Regions from separate parts of the Mus musculus genome. Here regions 2, 3, 4, 5 and 6 are each linked to region 1. The links are chromatin contacts, called in public HiChIP or PLAC-seq, Micro-C and promoter capture Hi-C maps. All regions are on one chromosome and are shown on one strand. The core of a region is the stretch at or near the end of the contact, and the rest is flanking DNA. Distances in the headings are between cores, read along the strand shown. Region 1 has its middle 25 kb from the start of Gm11418. Region 2 holds the start of Rhbdl3 (rhomboid like 3). Region 3 holds the start of Zfp207 (zinc finger protein 207). Region 4 holds the start of Psmd11 (proteasome (prosome, macropain) 26S subunit, non-ATPase, 11). Region 5 holds the start of Zfp830 (zinc finger protein 830). Region 6 holds the start of Cdk5r1 (cyclin-dependent kinase 5, regulatory subunit 1 (p35)).

Region 1 (3,999 bases), core at 434-2,933:
ACTGCACATCTACCTTGATCCTCATGGTGACCTCCCAGATGGAGGTTGTTCCTCTCTCCCCTCCTCCTACCTCCATCCACTCTGCTGTCTTGGGGTTTAATGGGCCGGTGTGGAGGGTTGAAAGGACAGTGTTAACAAGAGTCAAATCAAAAGGATATTCACCTAACTGTGTGTCTGCCTCTCTTCCTGGTTCCCCATTCTATTATTCCCATGCTGTGTGGGGGCCCAGCATTCGCTGAACATCTGGCCTCCCCCTCAGGAGGCTCAGGGTGTCCTTTTCCTCGCTGCAGTCAGTTCATGCTGGGCGTGCCCCACCCTCGGCAGGTGTAAGGTTTCTACTGGGTAGATCAAGCCAGCCTTGAACCCCAGCTCTTCCTGCATGAACTTCCTAAGTGCTGGGAATGCAGGGACATGCCAACCTTGCTCGACTGAGTGTGGTTGTTTCTGATTTATACCCCCTGCCCCAAGTCATTCGACTCAGGGAAAAACGCAAAACAAAAGCAAGATTTTAATCCAAGAGACAAGAGAAAAATGAAACTAAAACATGATACAAAGCTGAAGAACGGGAAAGATGGAAGAGAAAAGAATGGAAAAGCACAGTGTGTTTATGTATATAGTTCATGAACTCTTTAGAAGACTCAGGTTCCCCGGGGTCGGGGCGGGGGACGGAGGGGGGGGGGCAGAATCCAATCAAAAATATGTTACTTTCTCCGACTTCAAGCTCAGAATCACTAAAAAGTGGCAAACTGGTGATGTGATTCCAAACCTTTCCCTATCTTATCTTTTCAGAAGCTGCAGCAATTGCCTTTTCTTCTAGAATGTCGTCCCATTGTTTAAAAAGGAACTTCAAATTAGAATGATCTTCCCTGGGCAATTCCTGAAACAGCCACTAGATGGCAGAATGAGACCACAAAGATGCTGTGTCAGATTGGCTGCTGATCTGCATGCAGCCCGGGGAGCCGCGAGCTAGCAAGCCATCTCCTGCAGGCATCTGATTAATAATGGGGCTGTAATTATCTTTACACAATCCCGATTGCAGCTCCCGTTGTAGCCTAGCTGTTAAATTAAACTGCACAAATAAATATGCCTTGCGACTCAGCCTCCCCAGCACTGCCCACCCTGGGTGGCTTCCAGGCATATTAACATATCAAAACACAAACAGAACCCCTCCCCACTCCCTTCATTTTCATAACAAAAGGGGCCCCCTTTCATCTCCCCAGCAACCGGGTCTGTATTTAAATAGCTCTGTGAAGGCCGATAACGTTATTACTTTATTTCCCTAGTCTAGCCCTGGGATATCTGCTTCTTCGGGAAGATGGATGGATGGATTTTATTAGGAAGATGAAACACCCACGGACCCAAGCGGCCTGAAGCTTGGTGCAGAAGAGAGCCTGTAAAAGCCTCACCTAAAGGAATACTCAGAAATAACTAGGGATCCTAATTGGTCTGAGGCAGCGCTTTCCGGCTTAGTGGTCTAGGGTCAAAGGAATGAAAATGCAAACGAAATTGGGTTAGGGCCATAGGTTCCGGATGGTGGCATTATAAACTGTAGAGCCCTGGGCATGAAGACACATAGGGGTTAGAACTTCCTAGAAAGCACTTCACCCCAGCTGCAGGGCTGCTGACTTCCCCCCAAGTAACGGGAGATGTCTAGAGATCCTGCCTCCAGCCAGGGACAACTCAGGCGTGGGAGGGAGCTACACAGATGATGCAGATCCTGATTTGACTCCCAGTGTTAGAGAAGCTTGTACAATCCAAGGACTTGGCAGTACAAAGGCCTGTTTGGGGCGGCGGAAGCTAAGTCCTGAGGTTAACTCCTGCAGCAGGCACTCCTGTTAGGCCCCCAGTAGGTAGAGGAGAAGGGAGGCTTTACTCCCGAAGAGACTCCCTTCCATCATCCTAGGAGCTCCTCCTCTGCTCCCGACTACACATCGTTTGTGCTCCGTGGAATGAATGGGTGTCTGTTTCCGCACTCAGTGGAGGGGTGGGACTAAGCAAAGATGGAGAGGCTGAGGGAGGCGGGGCCGGGAGATCTGATAGTACATCTTAAGAAAGGAGAGAGGGATCAGCTAGCTTATCAACAGTCTGGTTCCCCAGGGTGAAGACAGGTAGATAGACTCGGGATAAACAGCATGGCTCTTCTGCGATGTGGTATCCTTGAACGCACGGGTTGATGAAAGCGAAAATGAATGAGTAAACATTCCAAGAAGCAGGGGCAAACTCCAGCCAGCACAGGGCTCTAGATCCCAAGAGCTTTCAGGAGGCGGTCTCCGAAAGGGCGGGGCTTTCTTTGACTGACATAGGTGATAGACATCTCATGAGTTGTGCCATCTCAGAATTGCCTATGTAACAATCATATGCATGAGGTAGTCTGCATGCATCAGCCTTACGGGATTTGTGATGTCCCAAAGGCCAAAGACCATCCTTTCCTTAGTGGCTTTGCACTGGAGAAATCTCTAGAGAACTGAATCCTCTGTTGGGCTTTGGTTTCTAACTGTGGTCGGAATTTTTGTTTGCTTGTTGGGAAGGGTTTTTCACAGTCCAAGGGACTATCTGGAGCAGTGAGGAAATGGTCTTCTTTGTTGACATTAGACCCTGGAGTGATTTTCCTATGACTTACACGGCCGTACCTCACTTGAAGAGGGCGCAGTAAGACAGAGCCATGATCATGAGAAGACCCCAGGAGAAAGGATAACCCCCTCCTCATATAGCTATAGATTTCCAGAGGAAATCCCAAAATCTCTCTCTGTCAGATCACAGTCATGAAAGGCTGCTTCGATGTATGCTCACCTGCCCAGGAGGCAGAGGAAGGACAGCCCATCCCCAGATACACTCCTCCTTAGCTGCTATAAGCCTCCTCCCTGAGTATCGCCCGCTACCTGGCGGGCTTCCCTTACAAGATAGAGTGGAGATGGGCTCAGGGGATTGTTGTCACAAGGGACTTCAGTTCCTTCCCTTGGTGGTTCATGCATTTATGCATTCCACAAAAATTAATTAAAAGTCTATTGTGTACAGACTATTACACTAATCACTTAAGAAGCCCGCAAAAGAAGACAGGGGCATAATGAAGCCTGTGTTTATCATCTTGAGTCCTGGAGTTGAACGTCAGCTCAGAAAGCAGGAGGCGCTTCCACTTCCCATTTGGCCCTAATGGGAGGGGAAGAGCGCACCACCGGCCTTGCCCAGTGTCTCAGCTCCTGGATGGGGAAGGGCTGTTTCGTGATTTGGCGTCCATGTTTCCAGTTTCATTTCATTGTCAAGAAGCCTTGCACCAAACTGCTCCCGGCTCCCACAGGCTCATGCTCCCTACAGTCCTGAGAGCATCAGCTACAGCATCTGCTCTTACACAGGCTCAACCCAAGCCAAGGATTGCCAGGAACTAGCCAGGAATTCAGGAGCAGGAGAGGGAGAGAATCCCAGCCAGATAGGGCCAGCTCTTCTGAGCTCTGCTCCAGGAGGTGGCTGTGTTAATGGGAGGAGCCCAGAGTGAACTTGAGGGAAGCTTCAGGAAAGATGCTTGGAGACCATGGGAACCCAAAATAGAGAACACTAGCAGGGCAGGGCACCGAAGGAACTACCCAAGGAGCCTGGCTGTCGGAAGAGCAGCCTCTGCCGTTAGGCTGAGCCTGATTTGTTTGCCGTCCAGGTGTTGGGGCTCAGAGGGTCACTTAGCCTTCCCGCACCTCCCCTCTCTGACCTCTAGAATGGGGGTAACAGCAGTTCCTCCTGCTTGAGACCACTCATGTCCTAAACTCATAAAGCCTCCTTGCAGAGGGCACTCAGTGACCACTGGCTGGTCTCTCTGATTTAAAGCAAAGTGGCTTGAAGATATGAGAAAGGTGTCTGAGGACTAGGTTGAGGCTGGGCATACACAACAGAGGCAAGCTGGCACTGGGGACCACAGAACAGTGTCCTGAGGACTCTGCAGCCAGGGGATTGGGCTGTCTCTAACTACAGTCTGGGCTGAGAAAAGTCAAGTTTTCTATTTAGTTACTAATC
Region 2 (3,999 bases), core at 1,006-3,505, 1.3 Mb after region 1:
AGAACGAGACACAAGATCAGCCTTCGGAAGAGCCCATTTTGTGAGTAGATCCTCCTCCCCAAGGAAGACAGAGATTTCATGTTACTGGGGCAAAGCATTTTTTATAATAGGAGCAGAAAAGGAGCCAAATGATTCTTTTATGCCCCTTCCCCCACCTCCCCCCAGCCTCCCACTGCAATCCTCTCCTCTTGCATAGCGAAAACTTTAATACAAGTTGTCCAATCTCTGGGTGGCGTAAGCCCAGCCATGGTGCAAGAAGAATTTGTAGGGATGAACGATTTCTCTCTAGGGAGCCTACTGCTGTCTCCGGATACCCAGAGCACCGTGTGGCTCCGCCCTAGATGTATTAAGCCACGCCTCCATAGCACGTCACCATCTCCGGAGCACTGAGCTAGGAAAGCCCACGCAGTCAAGCAGGAAGACTGAGACCGGTTTCAGGCAGGGCTGGGAAGAAGAAAGGTATTTAACTGCTCACATACCTTTTCAAACAGGACTTTCCAGTGCTGGTAGAGAGGGAGGCCATGCGGGAGAGGAAGAAGAGAAAGAAAGGCACTTATCACCAAGGTTTCTGTAGACCCCTGAGGTTTCTGACATCACCTCCCAGCTGTTGCCCAGCAGTCAGAATCAGGTTCAGGGGCCCCCCAGATGAAACCTGAAAAGTCCCCGTGTGAGCGAAGGCAGAACTCGCACAGTACGGTGTGGGAATGGGGTGTTTTTTTTTGGGGGGGGGGAACACAGTCAGATGCTGGAATGAGAACAAGGACGATTCCCAACCGTGTCTCCGGGTTTCTGATAACTTCTGCTACGGAAAGGTCACGTCCACATCTACTCCCGGAGTACACCTTCAGACCTTGTCTGTTGGAGGACTCTGCTCAGGAGACTCGCCCCTGCTTGAGCACTCTGTGTGTGTGTGTGTGTGTGTGTGTGTGTGTGTGTGTTCCCCAATATGCTTCCAAGACTGAGTGCAAGTACTGAATACAGAAGACTCTCTCAGGAGTTAGGGCCAGGACAAAGTGACAGGTTTAGTTACGCAAACCCGAGAGATGTTAGACTCCCGGCCCATTCAGATTTGCTGGCTGTGGTTTCGTAGGCTGGGGTTTCTGGTTTAATTTTACTCTGAAGGAGGGACAGGTCCGAGGCAGGGTGCCGAGAGGGAGTAGTTTCATCAACTCAAGCACCCGGGGCTTTCCAGATCCTGCCTCGCCTCCCAGGACAGCAGACAAGAGATCTAAGCGGCAGATGGCAGGAAAGCCCTCTGGAGTAACCCCTCCCTACCCTGCCCCAGGGGACCGTTCCTGGCACCGAGGTGGTCAGGGACTCCTGAGCCCCCTGCTGGGAGCATTTCGACCCAGCTAGCTCTGGCTGGGTTCAGGGACTGAGATCAGTTTGAATTTCAATCAGTGTCGCGACCGGACTGACGCCGGCGGGAGCTAATCTGGCAGCCGAGAAGGGGTCTCCAGAGCGGTCTGCGCTGATCAGAGACTGGGCATCTGCGGCGCCGGTTCCTTCCCCGGGCTTGCAGAGTCCGCAGGTCGCTGAGGGGAGGGGAGGGGAAGTCACTACAGTGACGCGGCCGCCTCTGCAGGAAAACGCCGTGTCCCGGGCACTGCACCAGCCGCGGGGAGGGGGCTCGGCAGCCGACAGGTTCCCGGCGCAGTGGCCCGGGCTGTGTCCCGCAGTGAAGCCGCGGGAACCCGAGCGGGGTGGGGAGCGCGCGCTTGCATTTGGGGGAGACCTATCTCTCCTACCCTCGGGGACCCCCGACTCATCCCGGACGCTCCGGTGACATAACCTTGAAGCCTCTAAGTTGTCTGCGGGGTAGGGAGCTGAGGCAGTGGCGTCTCCCCGCGTGGCGCCCCCCAGAAAGTTTGAGGGACACAGGAGGGGGCACTCACGTCTTCTGGCGCGGCGGGCAGTCGCTCCTCGGCCTCGGGCTCCAGCTCCTCGATGCGCTCAGCCTCCGCGCAGGCGGCCACTGCGGGGCCGGGGCTGGGGTGCTCGCCCATGGCCCAGACTGCGGCGCTCGTCCCGGGGCGCCGGGCTAACTTTGCGCCGCCGCGGCCGTGCTGCTCCAGGAGCTAGCTGCGCCCCTCGCCGCCTCCGCGCTCGCTCCCATGGTTCTGCTCTCCCCACCGCCCTCACTGCGGCCCCCGCGACCCGGGGCGCTGGGCCCCTAGCCGCCAAACTTCTTGGCCTCTGTCGCGGGCCCGAGGCAGGGCGCCCTTGGGCCAGCCGGGCCCTACCGCTCCCCGCGCTCCTTCCCGCTCCGCGCGGCCCCCGCTCTGCGCGCGAGCCTCCTCCTCCCCACGGACTCCTCCGGGGTGGCGCGCGGCGGGGGCGGGGCTGCTCGCGGGGCCCCCGCCCCCCCAGGCCGCCCGCGGGGAGGGAGGGAGGGAAAGAGGGAGGGCTGGCTGCCGGGAGGCGAGCGACAAGCCGCCGCTCCTCCCGCCCGGAGATGGGGACTGCGTTGCCCTCAGCCTGCTCAGCTCAGCACCGGGTTAACCATCACTTGGAAGCAGCAGATTGTGTGACGGAGGCAGAAGCGAGGTTCTCACGAAGTTGGCCATGTCAGGGTTAAATAGGACTGAATTGAGAGTGAGATGTGAAAATTGGATTCCACCAGCCACCCTTAAGACCTCTCTCTGTTCGCTGTGGTCTTGGATTCTGGGAGGTCTGGGAAAGCCTAGAGATGAGAGAAAGGTCAGGTGGTTTGGGACCCTAAATCCTAACCTTTGCCCTACCTCTCCATCTAGAGCTGTATGCTATCTTCAGGTTTCTCGACCATGTTAAATCCAGGAAAGTAGTGCCCTGCCAGACAGGAGCGGAGGGGTGGAGTGCCGGGGAGGGATTGCGGGGTGGGGGGAGAGCTGGCCGGGGGTGGGGGTGGGGGTGGTGGGGAACAAAAACAAAAAACTAAAACTAAAAACCAGGAATGAAGTTAGCAAAGTACTAAAGGATGTTTAAAGAAGAAAAATGGGAGACAGAGTACCTGTGGGAAAAGCGATCTTCCCACCTAACTATAATTTGTGCCAGTGCCCGGGCTGGGGTAGATGCTCCTCAAGGGAGGCTCAGGGGCTCAGTCCTGGTTCAGCCGCCCCTCCCCCTCCCACACTCCCCACACCCACACACACCCCCACCCCCGCTCCTCCGGCAGCCTACATACAGAACCAAAGCCCTTCAACCTCTCCGCATCATCATTACCCCTCTCGACGTCCAAAGGATTATTATTATTATCAGAAGTTGCAATTAACACCTTCATTTTCATAACGCAAATGTAACCACATCGTGCAAACCCAGGATCCAACCTGTGACCATCTCGCCCAGCACTGACTACTCCTCTTAAACCCAGAAGGAAATCAGTTCCATCCTAATTAGGTGAGTTTGCAACAGACACCAATTTTCATCTCGGTTTCAGAAAGTGTGATCATTCCAACTATTTTTGTTTCTTGCCACCCCTCCCCCATCTCTACTCTACTAACAAGTCAAGATCCTGCCAAGATTTCCTTGTAAATAAAACTGTCTGCATGGGGGTGTGATTTTTTTGAAAACTGCCTTCAGGGGACAGAAGAGAGGCTGAATTCTTTCTGATAAAAAAGCCTATTAGGATAAGCAACTGCTGGGGCCCTGAGGGCCAGGGACCCTGTCTCTACCTCCCCTGCTACCGTTGGCTGGACATAACATGAGCAGTGCTGGCTCTGTTACATTCAGACCTTTGGGAAAGAGCTGGTTCTGAAAGCCTGGTTACAGGGGGATTGGAAAGAGACAGGTGCGTGGAAGAGAAGGCCACTCTGCAGAGATGTCCAGCATCCACTGACACACCCCCCTCCCCCCCAGCTAGTCCTCACAAGCTTTCTCTTCTCTAGCCCAGGGACAGCTCTTAGCAACAGATCCAACTCAGTCACCCCCTCATGGGGAAGTTACCTTCCCATTGCTGAACATTTGTTGAGCTCTTATTAAACACTAGGGGAGATCTCTGAGGGTACATGGATGAGCGAAAGA
Region 3 (3,999 bases), core at 817-3,316, 1.2 Mb after region 1:
TTGGAAATTACATTAATCATGTACCTCCCGGTCTGAGAACGTAGCTCCATTGTTAGGGTACTTGTCTAGCATGCAATGGGCTGGTCAACTTCCAGCAGTTTGGATGCTGGGTGTAGGGCACACCTACAAAGCCCCAGCACAAGTGGAGGCAGGAGAAACATGCATTTACAGATTTTCGGGGCTATGGTAGTGCATGCCTTTAATCCCAGCACTCAGGAGGCAAAACCAGGCAAATATGAATGAGGCCACCTTGATCTACAGAGTAAGTTCCAGGGCAGTCAGGCTACATGGATGAACCAAGAGTTCAAGTTTTGTGATCCAGCATAGCATGAAGCCCTGCCACAAAGAACACACACACACCCCAAATTTTGACCTTTAAATTATTTCAACATTTACAAATGTACATGCTAAGAGTGTCAGCTAGACAGTAGTGCCTTTAATCGCAGCACTTGGGAGCCAGAAACAAGTGGAACTCTTAAATTTCAGGCCAGGCTAGCCTACAGAGCAAGTTCCAGGACAGACTGAGACACACTGAGAAAACCTGTCTTAAAGAACAAAAACAAATAAAAGGAGTTCCATGAAGGAGAAAGGGTTAACCAAAATCAAGTGAGCCAGGACCAGTGGCACACTGCAGGCAATCTGTGGCAGGAATGACTACATCTGAACTAGATAAACTTGGTATGCAGTCTAAGATCATAAGCCCAAATAAAAATCTTTTAGCCTGGCATACCCCATGCCTTTGATTTCAACACTCCACATGCAAAGGCAGATATTTATTCTGAGTGCCAGGTCAGACAGCAAGACTAACTCAAAATATTTCTTTTCAAAAGAAAAGGCAACTTCAAACTGGGCAGTGGTGATCCATGCCTTCAATCCCAGCACTGGGGAAGCAGAGACAGGCGGAGGCCAGCCTGGTGGACAGAGCAATTTCCAGACAACCAGACCCCCAATCCCAAATAAAAAGACAGAGGGGGGGGGGAGGCAATTTCACAATTCATTAAATATACAATAGAGTTGAAACTGGGAATTCATAATCCATTATACAACTCATGACAAAGGGCACATTCAACTAAGAATCCATAAAATTTCTTCCAGTTTCATTATTAATCTATGCATTCAGGAAATGTAAATTCGCATATACTAAGAGTTCTGACCTCGCAAGACTTTTTCTGTGAGTGCATTAAATAATTCGTGACGGATTTTTAGCTACTTAACTATTTTAAAAACAAATTTGTCTTGAGACAAATAGTTTTCTTGTAATAGATTAAAAAAAATCAGTTTAGCGTAATACGTTATCCACAAAAAAAAAAAAAAAAAAAAAAGAGAGAAAATTGTTTTCCTTCTTAACAGTTTAACCAGTCCTACAAAATTGGGTAACGATAATAGAAACTCCACCCAGTTAAGCAACCGCTTCCCCAAGATTAAGGCGCCCGAAAGAGAGGCGGAAGCCGATTCTTCACCGCGAGGGGGGGGGGGCTAGTCACAGTTCAATTATCCAGGGAGTCAGGACATTTACCCCAAACTCAAGTCCCTTTGTGGGGTCTTCAACGAAACAACGGAGACAGGAGTTCTTAGGGACGACTGCACTTGGGGAACGTCTCCAGGCCCAATGATCGCGACAAACAAGCGCCTGAGTCACCGAGTTCAGCGCCACCAAACTCCGGAGCCCTCTCGCCCGAAGAACCCCATTTTACAAGAAACCACCCCAAATCCTAACCCAGCCACAGCACAAAGGCTCGGCTGGGCCCGGCCGGGCCCTACCAAACAGGCTTAACCCAAACCTATCAGACTTGTGTTCTCAAGAAGCGACACCCACGCTCGGCCTCCACGTCAACCCCACAAAGGATACCAGCACCACGGCTTGAGCTGCTTCTTCTTCTTGCGACCCATAACTGCGCCCTACAGAACAGGCAGAATAGAGGCGGAAAGAAGCTGGAAAAAACAAAAAACAAAAAACCCAAGAGACTCGCAGAGTTCTCCACACCAACCGCCACCAGCGCGTCCCGCAGGAAACAGACACAAAATGGCCGACACCCTCGTTCTATCTCCACCTCCCATCAGCCACCGCGGTGAGAGCTGTGCGGGTCACGTGACGCAGGCTTCGGCCCTGAGTGGCTGAGCGGGCGCTGCCGCCATCTTAATGGGGTTAAGTGGTGGTGGCGCTCCCGGGCTGAGGACGCTGATCCTTTAGAGCTTGGGTCATCCAGTACGTCGGCTATCCCGTATGCAAATTGAAGGGAGGAAAAGATTAGGAGTATAATTAAGGATAGATTACAAATAAATAAAGATAATTGGGACATGGTCAATTTGGGTTTTGTTTTGTTTTGTTTTTTGCTGTTGTGTGTTTTGCTTTTATTTTTTGAGATGGGTCTCTTCATAGCCCTGCTGATAGAGGAAATGACCAAGCTGGCCTCAAACTCAAAGATGCGCCTGCTTCTGCCTGCCAGCGACTGTTTGGGATTAAAGGCACACGCCCGGATTGCGACCTGGTCAATTTTTAAATCTTGTTTCAGTTGCCTTTCGGGAGTGGGGCGTATATGGTCAAGGAAGAGTTACCGTTTTTTTTTTCAGTGAACCACAGTCTAGGAAGCAGTATGGGTGAGATCAGCAGTAGCGATAAGGGAAATGTGAAGTGCTTCAGAATCGCAAAAAGGCAATCCTTAAGCGGCTTCGGAGAACATAGGAATGTTTAGAAAGATGAAAGAAGATGCAGTGGGAGAAAGCTTAAGTTATCTTATTACCTGGGTCTTGTGTCTGTTGTCCCAGCACTCAGAAGGCCAAGACAGAAAATGCTATGAGGCTAAGACTTAGAGGCTAGCCTGGAGAACAAAGCCTGATCTTGTCTTTGAATAAAAAAAAAAAAATTTTTTTTTTAAAATGCAGTGAGCCAAGCATGGATGGTGCATGCCTTTAATCCCAGCACTCAAAAGGCTGAGGCTGGTGGATCTGAATGTATAGCCAGGTTCCTGCCTACATAGAACATTCAGGGTTATGTAGAGAAACCTTGTATCGAAGTTTTAATTACTGATAAAATGCAGTGTTTGAGGATTTGAACTTAAAAGTAACAAGACAGGAAAAGTGTTGCTGGCAAAAGATAATCCTGGAAAATGTGGCAAGGAAGAGTGTAAGAGAATTGGATATTGTATATGCTGAAGTCTCTTGAAACCACAGAAAGGTTCGCAAACAAAAAATGTTGGTGGAACATGCCTGCAATCAGGGAATTCCAGGAGGCTGAGGCTGGAGTTAAAGGTCTAACCTCAGTTACATAGTGAATTAAATAATGCCTGGGATACATGAAACTTCATTTAAAAGTAAGATTGAGGGGCCTGGAGAGATGGCTCAGCTGTTAAGAGCACTGAAACTCACTCTGTAGACCAGGCTAGCCTCAAAAGCAGAAATCCGCCTGCCTCTGCCTCCCAAGTGCTAGGATTAAAGTCATGGACCACCACTGCCTGGCTTAATTACTCCTTTTTTTAACTTTTACAATTTTCTAATACTGCCGCCCAAAGTCTTAGGTTGCCTTTCAATTCTGTCTGAATTCTGTCTTCGGGACAACCTATACTGTGTTTGCACAGATCTATGAGAATCTGATGTTTCTGAGTTCATACGGTTGCTAGGACACTACCCTGTTTTCATGAGATGAACCCCATAAGTGGAATCAATAGGACTCTACAAGCTTGTGCTTTAAAAATGTAGAGTCACAGCCTTGCCTTTAATCCCAACACTGGGAGGCAGAGGCTGGCAGATCTCCAGCCTGGCCTACAGAGGGTTCCAGGACAGCTAAGGCTACACAGAGAAACCCTGTCTTATCAAACAAACAAACAATAAACAAATCAGTAAAAGAGAGAAAGAAAGAAAAAAAAAAGAAGTAAAATCAGGGAATATATCCATGAAACATTTCATGAGTTGTGTTTTTATATTTTCTCAACAAACCCAGGATATTGGGGTCATTTTTAACCTGTTAATATAGATCAGATAGTTAAGGGGCTGGATCTGTAT
Region 4 (3,999 bases), core at 522-3,021, 1.2 Mb after region 1:
AAAATAGGTTAAGGTTCATAAAGGGTCTGATAAAGGTGAAATACTCTAATGGCAATGTTTATTAGTAATTTCTACTTTCTGAAAGGCAAACAAATCAGGCACTATGCACAAAAAACTTTTATGCTCCGCAGATTATTAAATATTAAAGTGTGATCTAAATATTAAAGTGTGATCACAGAAAAATGTCTTTGTAAAAACATCCGATGGCTATGGTACTCTGCTCTAAAACGGACACTATCAGAACTTCGAAATGAAACTCTTCATGATTCCTTCACAATGCACTGTGCTCTCTCGTCTCCTCTCCTTTCTAGTATTCCCAGAGTCAAGAACTTCAAGCTGTTGACAGTGTCCTTTCTTGGTACAAGTCTTGTGTACAGAAATTCAAGACTCAGCAACTCAGTTAAGTCAACATAAGCATCAACATCCTGGCAGTCCCTCATATACCTGCATTCACCAACAACTTGTTGATCCAATCCGAATCTCCCAGGCTACATTTGAAAGCTCACGCCGGGCGGGCATAGTGGCACACGCCTTTAACGCCAGCACTTGGGAGGCAGAGACAGGCGGATTTCTGAGTTCAAGGCCAGCCTGGTCTACAAAGTAAGTTTCAGGACAGCCAGGGCTACATGGAGAAAATCTGTCTCAAAAAACCAAAAAAAAAAAAAAAAAAAAAAACCTCACATTACCACAGGAGGAAGCTCATTCTCTAACTGAACCCTTAAGGAATGAATATTAAAAGGCCTTCTCTGCCATCAACCACTTATTTCTATTTACACCTGAATCCCAGTAGAAAGCGACCGGCTGGAGGTTCCTACTTCAACTTTCCTGTTGCCCTACGGTTTAAGACAATCACGCTATGGTATTAAAATTTTTCTTTTTCTCCAGCAATGTGCGGCCCGCCGGTCCCAAAAAGTTCCCTGAACGACAGCCTCTCAGAACTCAGAACTAAACTTCAACCCCTACTGGGAAAAATGAGTCACCTCCTCTGTCCCGGCGGTCCCACTCGGACGACACTTCAGCTCACAAGCTACACCGGTCAAATACCAATCTTAAGCGTGTGGCACCCCTCAACTTCCCACACCCAGAAAGTGGCCCTCTGCTGCCGGCGGCTGCGGCTGAGGGCTGGCTGTAAGCGACAGCTCCCAGCGTCCCGGAAGAAAACTCCAAGAGAAGCGCTCGCGCTCCCACCCGGAGCAACCTGTGCTGATAACAACGGCGGGAAATGTCAGTCCTGCGCGGCAGTCGCCCGGACCTCTCAACAACACACTCTCCGACCCGTCTGTCCCGGGCCGCCACTCTCAGCCCCCGGCCAGCTCGCGCGGGCCACAATCGGGGACCCTTGAGGGGTAGCGAACCTGGCCCGGCCCGCTCGCCACGCTGCGCTGCGCTGCGCCCACCGTGAGTCAGCAGGCAGCAGGTGGACGGGCCGGCTGCCTAGGGGCTTCCCGCCCGATTGGAAGCCATGGGGCTCCTGGGGTCCCCGAGCGGCCTGCGCCCCCAGCCCGGCCCCCCTCACACACAGTGAGTCAGCAGCACCATAGCCGGCTAGCCCGGCCCCTCTCCGCCGCCTCCGACCCACACAGGCCGCGCCGGGACGGCGGAGCCGCGGGGACGGCGCCAGGCCCTTTACCGATGGAGTGGAGGATGTCGATGGAGGCCTCCCGGTCGGTGCTGAGTAGAGACTGGGCTCTCTGGAACTCCACCACCGCTGCGGCCGCCATCTTACCGCTCTCACACCGTCCCCGGCCGCGGCCGCCGACGCCGGAAACACACACCCGGAAGACCCGCCCTCGCGTTCCTACCAGAAGACCCCGCCTCCCTTCTCCGAGCACCCCGGGAGTTGTAGTCTCTCTGCCCCGTGGGTGGCCCAGGAGCGTCCCGCAAGCGACAAACGAGCTCCCCCATCGCCATCTCGCGGCCATCTGAAGAGACAAACCGAAATTAATCCCCACCACTCCAAAAGAGGCTGAGTACTCAAGGAAAGCTGCTTGGCTGTTTGTATAGTATCCCCGTGTAACCAGTCACTCATAGCGATAGATGATCTTTCAAATTGCCTATTATGTGGCAGGAATAGCACCGTTCAGATTCATTCAGATGTTTTGCAGGGAGGACACATACACACACTCCCTTCCAGGACGGAAGAAATCGCCAATGTAAAAGAACACTGTCTTTCACAAATAGCCATTCCATCATCGGACAGAGCTTCACATTGTGGATTGAAAGTCATCTTTGACCCAATCATTCAATCTAAATAGTTCTTGAGATTCACATTTGACTCATACCAGCTTTCCAGCTCAACAATAGAACAAAATTTTCCTCCCGTATCTCCAATTCCTTCAACTGTAATAGGATATCTGTGAAGATATCAAGGGAAAGGGGAAAAAAGCATGTTTCTTATCACTAAGGATCAACCTAAAGATGTTGCTAAACCTATACAGAGGGAGACCTTCTAAGTTGATGACAATCTGGAAATTAAATAGCTGTGCTGTATAAAAAACTAAGTAGAACCAACATTATACTCCTCTATGACTGGACTAATCAATCTCTATACCTGTCTCCTTTCATTTGTCCAACAATACTCAACAAGAGTCTTTGAAAAAATATTTAATTAATACCTAAGGAAACTGAAGGGAATAAAGTGACTGACAGAACTGAGACCTGGTAGGAAAGACATTCCCACCCTTTGCATTTTCTAATGAAATCTGGGTAATATCCCACCATGCTGGTAACAGAAGTCCTGACTTTGTTGTGTCACGTGAACTAAACTGGCTTCCAAATTCTCCCAACTCTGAAATTCCATGAACTTCGGTGTAATGCTGTGATCATCCCCCCCCCCCCACACACACACACACACACACTCACCCAAGAAGTCATTCCTTCTTTCTCAATCTGATGGAGAGCTAATGAGACTATACTGAATTCATTTGTTGTTGTAGTTTTTAAGTTTTTACTTCTATGTCTGTCTGTCTGTGGGAACTCACATGCCATGGCATGCACATGGAGAAGGGAACTCTTGCAGAAGTCAGTACTCACAATCATGGCCAGCCCAGAGATTGAACTCAGGGACTCATGTTTGGCAGCAAGCACCCTTATCTGTGCCCTCTTCCCTTCTCCTCTCCCAGGTGCTAGAATTAAAGGCACTTCCAGCTTCTGTCTCTTTTTTTTTTTTTTTTTTTTTTTGGTTTTTTGAGACAGGGTTTCTCTGTATAGCCCTGGCTGTCCTGGAACTCACTTTGTAGATCAGGCTGGCCTCGAACTCAGAAATCCGCCTGCCTCTGCCTCCCAAGTGCTGGGATTAAAGGCGTGTGCCACCACAACCAGTCTCCAGCTTCTGTATCTTTTCTTTCTCTCTTTCTTTCTCTCTTTCTTCCTTTCTTTCTTTCTTTCTTTCTTTCTTTTTTGTTGTTGTTTTGTTTTGTTTGTTTGCTTGTTTGTTTGTTTGTTTTTCGAGACAGGGTTTCTCTGTGTAGCCCTGGCTATCCTGGAACTCACTCTGTAGACCAGATGGCCTCGAACTCAGAAATCTGCCTGCCTCTGCCTCCCGAGTGCTGGGATTAAAGGCGTGTGCCACCACACCCGGCCTCTGTATCTTTTCTTAACCAATTCAATTGTATCATCATCCTGAATGTACAATTTAAGAACAACAGGCTTTGGAAATGCTACTTTTGTTCCAAACTCTAGGCGGGGTACTAGTAGATGGTGACTTCTGTAGACTCCTACTCACTTTGATCTTTAGCGTTCCTATCTGAATAACAGGGATAAGAGGGGCTAGAGAGATGGCTCAGCGGTTAAGAGCACTGACTGCTCTTCCTAAGATCCTGAGTTCAATACCCAGCAACCACATGGTGGCTCACAAGCATGTGTAATGAGATCTGATGCCCTCTTCTGGTATGTCTAAAAACAACTACAATGTACTTATATAAATATAATAAATAAATCTTTCTTTTTTTTTTTCCTCGAGACAGGGTTTCTCTGTGTAGCTCTGGCTGTCCTGGAGCT
Region 5 (3,999 bases), core at 1,103-3,602, 1.2 Mb before region 1:
CTTTCAGGCCTTTTCTTCTTGGTGGTTTTCCTTATAAAACCTGAGCTAGAATGGGTTAATATATGTAAAGTGCTTAGAATCCTGACTGGCCTAGGCTTAGAACAGTATGTCTTAGCTATTATAGTAAATTGGAAGATGCTGTATATAAAACACTCATCCTCCAAAGCAAGGAAAACTTTAAAATATCAATAACTAGAATAAGGTAACTGGCATTGCCTTACTAGCAACTTACCTATCTTCCTGCCATTGAAAGAACCTGTAAACACAAGCCTGATTTACCACAAAAATAAAATTTCCAACTCAATGGGGTAATATTTCCTTCATTTGAAAACTGGCTTGGTGGTGGGAGAATACTTGCCTAGCATTCCCATAGCTCTGATCTGTTTAGCAGCACTCGGGGGCAGGGAGTACAGTAAACTACAGAGCATGTTCAAGGAAAACAAAGCCTGAAAAATATATAGATAGGTTTTACACTTAAGGCAGCTGAATCTCCAACCTGGGCAAATACTAGAATAACCTGGGAATAGTCAAGAATATTGTCATCTGGATCCCATTTAATTTATGGAATCTTTTATGGTCAAAACCTCTTTAAGATGGGGCTCAGGCACTAAAGCTTCATAGGCGATTTGACATTCCATGAACAATCAAAAGTTTCACAGGTGATACTGATGTACAACTTAGCAATCATTGATCTTGTCAAAAGAAACACTGTGCTGGAGTCTGGACATCTGTATGCTTTTGAAAAAAGAATACCCATCCACTGCTTTATGAAGAATATGTGTTTATGAGTGGCCTTCTAAAAACAACCTTCCCAAAGCGCCAACCCTTGGAGTTTAAGGCTTGAAAATATATATACATCGAGGTCATATAAACATGTGTCTTTTTTATCTGACTAATATAAGGATCAAAACAGAGTGACTTATATAAATATATACTTAGCTATGTGCAATATTTACAACTTAGATTTTACAACTGAAAAACCACATTGAACCTGTAAAGATGAAAAAGTTGGCAATTTGTGGTTATAATTTCAAAAATGTCAAAAACGGTTTTACCTCAAACATTTTATAATAAATAGCACCGCACACAGTACCATCCCCAAAGTATTACTCCTCACTGGCTTACTTTATCCCAACAATTAGGGGTATCCAAGGTCAGAGGAACCCAAGAACTTGGACACAGCACTTTTTAAGGGACAGCGGGGACTGATGGAAAGCTTGGGTCTTCAAAACCTTACAGCAAAGCCCCCTTTACCCTCCAGTCCTGAGACAGCAAATCCTGTAATTCTCCTTCGTCGTCACTGTCCACATTCTCCTCTTCCTTTTTCTGAAGTTCTTTTATGGTCAAAACCTCTTTAAGTTTGTTTTTTATTTCATCCTGGCGATTCCGCAGCTTTTCCACTCGGCGGTAACATTCTATCTGCTCATCAATCTCTCCAATCTGCCGGTCCAACCGTCCCTCCTCATCCTCTTCAGCAACGATCGCTTCAGAGATAGTGTTGACTTGCCTCATAGCCTTTTGAAACTCGTCCCACTCTTTGTCCATCTGATCCTTTGGGGCATCCACCTTCCGGACCTTTGCATCTACCTCAGGGTCGTCGAAGAACCCTTCTGGTAATGCTTCGGCGGTGTTCTCTCTTCTTTCCACCACTTTTTCATGTATTTCTGCTTTCTCAATGGACCCTGAATGAGGAACTAAGGGGGCCTTGGGAGGATTTGTATTAAACGGATCGTTTGGCAGCACATTGCTTGTTGTCTCCCTCGGAGAGGCAAGCGAGTGTTCTTTGCCCTGTGCATCCGGAAGATGCTTGCTGCTGTCCCTTCTTTCTTCTCCACCTCCCTCTTCTTCCTCCTCTTCCTCATCGTCATAATCAGGCAGTAAACCGAGTCCAGGTTTACTGGGGGCCGCCCTAGCGGCATCCAAGTTGGCGGACGAGGCTGAGGTGGAGGGCTGTACCTGAGGTCCCGCGGAGGCCTTGGCTTTCTTGGCGTCTTGGCTCTCCACATCCGTCGCTCTCCTCTTGGTGGCCTGAGGTACAGTGCCGGTCGACGGGCCCTGGGTTGCTCCTTTGGCGCCTTTCAGCTCCGCTACTCTCTCCCGGTGCTGCTTTCCCAGAACATGGGTCTGCCACAGGAGCTCGCTCTTGACCGGGGTGTTACACAGTGCGCAGCTCAGCTGCCCCAGACGGTTGTACTTGGCGAATGGAGATTCGATCCTCTTCCGGTTGGTGCTCAGGCGCTGCTTCTCCCTCATCAAGCGCCTCAGTTCTTCCTGATTCACCACTCGCTTCCCAGCCGGAGTCCGAGTAGAGGTGGAGGACGCCATGTTTGCGCCCAGGACTCAGGCGAGTCTAGCTTCCGAGGCGTGATAGCGTCACTTCCTGTTATGGCGCCGATTGGCCCACACTCAGGAGTGTGGGCGTGGCGCCAGGGTTCGGAGTCGGCAAGTTTGGGGCTGGACTGTTGAACCATGGCTGCGATCAAAATCGCTAACCCTGGCGCTGAAGTGACCCGGAGCCAAGCGGCCTTGGCTGTGAACATCTGCGCCGCCCGTGGGCTGCAGGATGTGCTGCGTCCCACCTTGGGTCCTAAGGGCGCGCTAAAAATGTGAGATGCCGCTAGAGTGTGCGGGGTGTCGCGGCTCACTCTGATTCTGATGCTGATCAGTGAAAACCTGTGAGCAATGCTGCGACATTTAGACACCCGGTTTCCTCTCTCTCACTCCTGCTCTTAGGATTCTCTAGCCGAGGAAGAGAGCGCCTCCCCGAAGAAAAGACTCCGTCAATAGAAACTGTTAGCCTTGTGCGCGCGCTCAGCAGACGTTGGGCTGCAGCTCCGCCGCAGGCAGTATTGTTTTGACGTGGTGGAGTGGTACTGGCTTTGGAGCTAGGCAGGCATAGGTTCAAATTCAAGTTCCATTATCTTCCAGCAGTTGGGACTCTCCGCACCTACAGTTCTTCATGTTTAGTCATCCATTTGGACATATGTTTATTTAGCACCATTGTTTTACGAAGAAAGAAGAGTAGGGGAGATCAAAAGGTCTCTTGGGAAAGAGACACCCTGAGAGGAATGAGCAAAGTAGCGTTTATAGTAAACGAGTCCACTTAACACTAGATGCTGGAAAAACAGATGGGATAGTTTCTGTCCTTTCCTTTAAAAACCTGATTTATATTTACGTGTGCACATCTGTCTGAGTTTATGTGCATCAGGTGTGAGCAGATGCCCCCAGAGGTCAGAGGGTGACAGATCCCTAGAACTCGAGTTATAGGCAGTTGTAAGCCATTTGATATGGGTGCTGGAGACCAAGCTCAGATCCTCTTCAAAAACAATAAGTGCTTTTTAACTGCTGAGCCATCTCTCTAGCCTTTGAGATGGTATCCTTAAAGTGACATGGCAGTGACAGGTATGTCAATTATATAGAGATGCAAATGATTTTACAGAGGAAAGGGCCCAATTACCGATGATTGAAGGAAAATCCTCTCAGATATCAGGGGATGTTTGATCAGAGTTGTAGAAGAATGAGTGACAGGAATCAAGACCTCCTAGTGGTGTAAATCCACCAGAAATAAACATTATAATGCATTAAGGGAACAGAAAGACCTACTGTGGGAATAATGGTGGATGGAACAGGAGAGTTTGGAAAAGGCCAAGTATGTTACTGATAAATTACCTGGATTTTTATCTTGAAGATGGTAGAGAATGTAACATCTTTGAAGGATTGGTGATCAGGAAACTGAATCCCATTGCCTTTTAGAAAGATGTAGCATGGAGGGTTGATTCAAATTAGGAGACAAGATGCTGTCTAAGCAGTCTAGGAAGGATAACAATTAAATTGGAGAGAGATGTCCAAAGGCATTTTAATTGTAGAATTGACTAAGCTTGGTGATTTAATAAATGCAAGGCACTAGACAACTAAATTCAGTGGCTGAATCATGACATTCACCAAGATAAAAACCTACAGAAATTTGTAGATTTGTACTCTGTTTCATACTTTTAAAAA
Region 6 (3,999 bases), core at 480-2,979, 1.1 Mb after region 1:
TGGGACAGTGGGAAGCCTCATCTACCCTGGATCCATCGTGGGTACAGGTGACATGGGCAAGTCAGTCCCTTGAGTCCCGGAAAGTGAGTGGTCAGCAGCCGAAGTGGCTCTGAATGCATCTTTTGGGTTCGCGCAAGGTTCATCAGTTCGAAAGTCCCCAGAGTTCTTGAAAGGGCTAAAAAAAAACCCCAAGGAAAGAACGTGGGAAGAGGCCCTTGGTGGCTCTGCTAGACACATACTGTACACAAAACTTGATTCTTTTAGTAATAAAATTTAAAAACAAGTGGAATCCTTGAGCCAGGATACCGGCTACAGGGGCTCACCGATCCAGCCCCAGGAGGAGTCGCTTCTTGTCCTCCTGACCGCTCTCATTCTTCAAGTCAGAGAACACTTGTGTGAAATAGTGTGGGTCGGCATTGATCTGCAGCATCTTGGAGCTCATGAGGTTGATAACTGAGAGGCAACGGTCCCAAAAGGCTTCCTTACAGCTCTCTACCAGGAAGGGCTTGAGCGGGTAGGAGATCTCATTGCCCATGTAGGAATAGGAGAGGTACAGACAGGTCAGCAGGACAGCCTGGAGCTCATGGTCGGAGCCCACCTCAGAGGAGATGACATCCCTGCAGAGCATGTAGAGGAAGACCACATTGGCCGGTGTGATGAAACCCTGGTCCTGCCAGCCCTGCAGAAGCAGGGAGCGGTCCACGCTGCGCAGCCAGAGCACGGGGTCCGTTGGGGACAAGTGCTTCAGGCGGTAGCACCGGCGGCAGAGAAACTCACCCAGGCAGCGCAGCAGCTCACTAGTGGACGCCTGGACGATGACCCGTTTGGGTGTCCCTGCAGAGGTGATGGCAGGGTGCGGGGCCTTCTTGACAGAAGAGGAGACCCCAGTCTGGGAGCCAGAAAGCTGGCTGGCTGGGGGTGCGGGCGGCTGAGCCGGCGGGGGCTGGGCGAATGTGGACAGGTTGGCACAGGACAGCGACTTCTTCAGGTTCTCATTGTTGAGATGCGCGATGTTGCTCTGGTAGCTGCTGTTGGGCTGCGCCTTCTTGGAGTTCTTCTTCTTCGCTGACACCGCCACGATCCTCTTCCAAGGCAGCACCGAGATGATGGAGTGCCGCTTCAGGTTCTTGTCCTTGGCGTTCTTGCTGTTCTGCACGGCCGTGTAGTGGCCCACGGTGGCCGCGCCATCCTCAAACAGTGTGGCCTTCCGATAGCTGGGGGATAGGGACAGCACCGTGCCCATGGTGCCACTGCGCGCCCGGCAGGGGCCGGCACCCCCGCGCGCCCAGCCTGCCGGCTGGAGGGGGGTAAAGGCTTACCGAGCCTGTAGCGGCCGCAGAGAGAAAGGAGGCGCTCCCGGGACACGACGCGTTTAGTCCTGCGGATCTGCGTGGAAAACAAGATGGTTCTCAGCCCCGGGCGGGGCTCCACGCCGCGCCCCTCCGCTCGCACTTCCGAGGCCCGAACCCCCGGGCTGCGGCCCCGTCGAGCCCCAGCCTGTGCTTCCACTGCGGCACCGGTCAAAGAGCCGCAGTGGCCTCCGCAGCAGGAATCCAACCAGGCCGCGCACACGGCCCCGGTCCGCGCAGGCTTACCCGCAGTCAGGCAGGCTCCCGCGGCAGGCGCAGCCGCTGCGTCCCAGGCCCTCCGCAATGCGCGCCGCGGCCCGGGTGCTCGACTCGGCGCGGCGGCGGCTCCCTGCTTCTGTCCAAGGTTCTGCAGACGCCGCGGCCCCGCCCCCGCCCGGCCCCCGCCTGCGTCTCCGCCGCGAGCCCGCCGGCCCCGCCCCGCCCCGCCCCGGCGCGCGCCTTGCAAGCCGCCTCTCCGGATCGCGCGCGCGGTCCACACGCCCGCTCGGTCTCGCCGCCAGGTCGCCGCCACTCGCGTCCCTCAGCGCGAGCGGCGCACGGTGGCGCCTCTAGTGGGCGCGCCCATTACGGGACACGGCGCGGGCGGCGGGAACGCGCGAAGCCGGGTCTCCACCTGGAAGGTGCCTGCGCCGCGCGCGGAGCCCGGCCTCGTGAGCTCCGGCGCCGCGCAGCGGAGCTCTCCAGGCGGGAGGGCGGGCGGGAGGGCGAGGGGGCGGGCGGGGCGGAGGGCGGGCCCCGCCCAGACACGTGCTGCCTTTGTTCCCGCCGCGGCCCCCTTGGCAGAGGCTGCGGGCGGTGCGGAGAGCTGGCCCGGGCGCTGGAGAAAGGAAGAGCCGCAATCAGCATCAGCGTAAAAGCCCGGCACCCATTAAGACTCTAGGAAAGCCAGGCCAGAAGGATGAGGGCGGCCTAGAGATCCTATCACGGAGGCTGTCAAAATTGAAGCTGCTGCGCCTTTAGGCCAGTTTCTTATTTGCCCATTTTAAAACTTGATGACAGTAAAATTGCAAGAAAATCTGGTTCTGACTACCGACACATAGTTCACAATCAGCCTCCATGTCCTTCACAAAGGCCACTGCCGAATTACAAGTCATTCATTCTGGACTGGTTCTGGAGACCCAAATTGTCAAATAAGCCAACCTGTATCTTAACTCAGACTCCCAACTCCGAACCTGAGAGAATTCCTGAAAACACCCAAAACAAGAATCTTGTTGAGGTCATTAGGCTTAAGTACTTCCAGGTTAGGGACCAGGGTGACCAGAGAGGTAAGTGCCCTGCCCTGTTACCACCCCACCCCACCCCCCAAAAAAAGTTTTTCCAGGACCTTACCAAGCACACAGGATGGCTAGCTTCGCTGTGGCCCCTTCCTAACAATGTTTCTCATAGAACAGAGTGGTACCTGCTATTACTAGAACACAGCACCTGACACTGGGTAACCTATAAACGAAATAATGAAGTGTTAGCTCACAGCTCTGGAGTATGGTCCAGAGCCAGTAGTAGGACGTGCTGTGGTGAGGATGGAGACTTCAACTCAAACCGGGAAGGGGGAGAGTAAATAATTACATTGGGGGACGGGGAATGAAGGCCAGTGTCACACTGGCTTTCTAACAACTCTGCTCAAAATTAATCCATGACTTGGAACCTTTCCTTGAGACACAGGCCGCCAGCACCTTGCCATCCTCCTGCTTCAATGTTCAGTTAGGATTCAGGCATGAGCCACCATACCAGCTCCAACGAAAACCCTCTCCAAGAGCGCTCTCAACACTGACACTGAGACCGAGCCTCAAGGGTCAGACTCAACCCCCTAGCTGCTCTTCAGTAGGGCGGCCCTGGGTCTCTTCCTTTTCATCATAGTAGGCTGTAAGCCATCTTCCTAAGGCCTTTCAGACCAGCTCCCCCAATGTTTCTTCTACCTGGAAAGGCAACCGCTAAAAACCAGCCTCTGAGCTGACTTCATGCTTATGGTCCCCTTCAAATTCCAGGATTAAGCAAAAGTTAAATGTGTTCTACTTCCCTAATTATACACAGCCCTCCAAAGGCAGAGATCCACCCATTAGAAAGACCCGGGCCTGCTGTTGCCTGCAACTGAATTCCAGCTTTTACAATTCAATCCTAGAGGTCACGGGCCTTCTCCAGCACGGCCACATGCGTGTTCTCTCTTGTCTTCTGTCTGGCCAACCCTACCCCATTACCTTCGAAAACCTCTGCCAACTACCCCAGCCTCCTCGTGTTTGCAGAACAGAAGCAGGATGGCACTACCATACTACATGCTGAGGTGAGAGGTTGTCAGGAACCCTACTCACCTAGGCCACGCCTGGTACGCTTGCTTCACGGAAGCAGTCAGGGCAGCGGAACTCCCAACAGTGGCTAGTTTTTGGGCAGAAAGCCTAAGAGCCTGGCAAAGAGCAAAAGCTCACTTCTTTCATGTGCTTACATAGGCTTCCTTCCAACAGAAGGTGTCGCCCAGGTTAAAGAACGCAGATTAAAGGCCCACCGCAAAACCTGGATTAAAGGCATGGGTCTTCTCACCTCAAGATACAAGTCAGAGCTCCCAAAAATAAACAAACAAAAGCAATCCCTTACTGATGTGCCCTCCATATTTGAATTTTAGTTAATTGCAGAGGTAGTC

Evidence for each region. Promoter capture Hi-C pulls out the DNA fragments that hold promoters and counts their contacts. Hi-C and Micro-C count contacts between places; a contact is called where the count stands out from the background. HiChIP or PLAC-seq counts read pairs in DNA pulled down with a chosen protein or histone mark.
Region 2: a contact with region 1 is called in a Micro-C map of embryonic stem cells, with 7 times the contacts expected there. The contact joins the promoter of Rhbdl3 here to the enhancer-like site in region 1. A contact is called at or near these places in 6 of 484 Hi-C or Micro-C datasets (the G1E-ER4 cell line, the P5424 cell line and embryonic stem cells), 2 of 115 datasets of contacts at active chromatin or transcription factors (embryonic forebrain and embryonic stem cells) and 1 of 9 other capture datasets (embryonic trunk).
Region 3: a contact with region 1 is called in a promoter capture Hi-C map of hippocampal neurons, with 5 times the contacts expected there. The contact joins the promoter of Zfp207 here to the enhancer-like site in region 1. A contact is called at or near these places in 8 of 39 promoter capture datasets (the 3T3-L1 cell line, 3T3-L1-derived adipocytes, cranial neural crest and 4 more), 5 of 115 datasets of contacts at active chromatin or transcription factors (the NIH/3T3 cell line, astrocytes, embryonic forebrain and 2 more) and 1 of 9 other capture datasets (embryonic stem cells).
Region 4: a promoter capture Hi-C map of embryonic stem cells shows a contact between it and region 1, with 4 times the contacts expected there. The contact joins the promoter of Psmd11 here to the enhancer-like site in region 1. A contact is called at or near these places in 5 of 39 promoter capture datasets (the 3T3-L1 cell line, the SN4741 cell line, embryonic stem cells and 2 more), 2 of 15 datasets of contacts at CTCF or cohesin (embryonic stem cells and large pre-B cells), 15 of 484 Hi-C or Micro-C datasets (the G1E-ER4 cell line, cerebellar granule neurons, cerebellum and 6 more), 4 of 115 datasets of contacts at active chromatin or transcription factors (astrocytes, embryonic forebrain, embryonic stem cells and 1 more) and 3 of 9 other capture datasets (embryonic stem cells, embryonic tail and embryonic trunk).
Region 5: an H3K27ac HiChIP or PLAC-seq map of embryonic stem cells shows a contact between it and region 1, with 3 times the contacts expected there. The contact joins the promoter of Zfp830 here to the enhancer-like site in region 1. A contact is called at or near these places in 3 of 39 promoter capture datasets (the 3T3-L1 cell line and stem cell-derived epiblast-like cells), 5 of 115 datasets of contacts at active chromatin or transcription factors (astrocytes, embryonic forebrain and embryonic stem cells) and 1 of 9 other capture datasets (embryonic stem cells).
Region 6: an H3K4me3 HiChIP or PLAC-seq map of embryonic forebrain shows a contact between it and region 1, with 7 times the contacts expected there. The contact joins the promoter of Cdk5r1 here to the enhancer-like site in region 1. A contact is called at or near these places in 4 of 39 promoter capture datasets (embryonic stem cells, hippocampal neurons, second pharyngeal arch cranial neural crest and 1 more), 1 of 15 datasets of contacts at CTCF or cohesin (embryonic stem cells), 14 of 484 Hi-C or Micro-C datasets (the G1E-ER4 cell line, the HL-1 cell line, cerebellum and 4 more), 17 of 115 datasets of contacts at active chromatin or transcription factors (VIP interneurons, astrocytes, craniofacial prominence and 9 more) and 3 of 9 other capture datasets (embryonic stem cells, embryonic tail and embryonic trunk).

The regions. Positions count from the first base shown.
Region 1 is chr11:81,610,360-81,614,358 of GRCm38.p6, reverse strand. It overlaps a transcript of Asic2 not described here. Among named protein-coding and RNA genes, the nearest start is that of Gm11418, 25 kb to the right of the region's middle. Within about 2 kb of position 1,683, at least 89 of the 459 cell types and tissues checked have an H3K27ac peak or open chromatin away from gene starts, as enhancers often do. A contact at or near this core is called in VIP interneurons, cerebellar granule neurons, cerebellum and 9 more, where this site is marked.
Region 2 is chr11:80,299,168-80,303,166 of GRCm38.p6, reverse strand. It overlaps Rhbdl3 (rhomboid like 3), which reads right to left and starts at 2,255. Exons shown (of 9, transcript NM_139228.3): 1 at 1,896-2,255; 2 at 480-503. The coding sequence starts at 2,006.
Region 3 is chr11:80,381,346-80,385,344 of GRCm38.p6, reverse strand. Zfp207 (zinc finger protein 207) reads right to left here and starts at 2,066. Exons shown (of 12, transcript NM_001130169.1): 1 at 1,850-2,066. The coding sequence starts at 1,890.
Region 4 is chr11:80,426,387-80,430,385 of GRCm38.p6, reverse strand. It overlaps Psmd11 (proteasome (prosome, macropain) 26S subunit, non-ATPase, 11), which reads right to left and starts at 1,771. Exons shown (of 14, transcript NM_178616.3): 1 at 1,631-1,771. The coding sequence starts at 1,721.
Region 5 is chr11:82,762,698-82,766,696 of GRCm38.p6, reverse strand. It overlaps Zfp830 (zinc finger protein 830), which reads right to left and starts at 2,352. Exons shown (of 1, transcript NM_025884.4): 1 at 1-2,352. The coding sequence starts at 2,325. The coding sequence ends at 1,234. Cct6b (chaperonin containing Tcp1, subunit 6b (zeta)) reads left to right here and starts at 2,376. Exons shown (of 14, transcript NM_009839.3): 1 at 2,376-2,606. The coding sequence starts at 2,470.
Region 6 is chr11:80,474,753-80,478,751 of GRCm38.p6, reverse strand. It overlaps Cdk5r1 (cyclin-dependent kinase 5, regulatory subunit 1 (p35)), which reads right to left and starts at 1,729. Exons shown (of 1, transcript NM_009871.3): 1 at 1-1,729. The coding sequence starts at 1,243. The coding sequence ends at 320.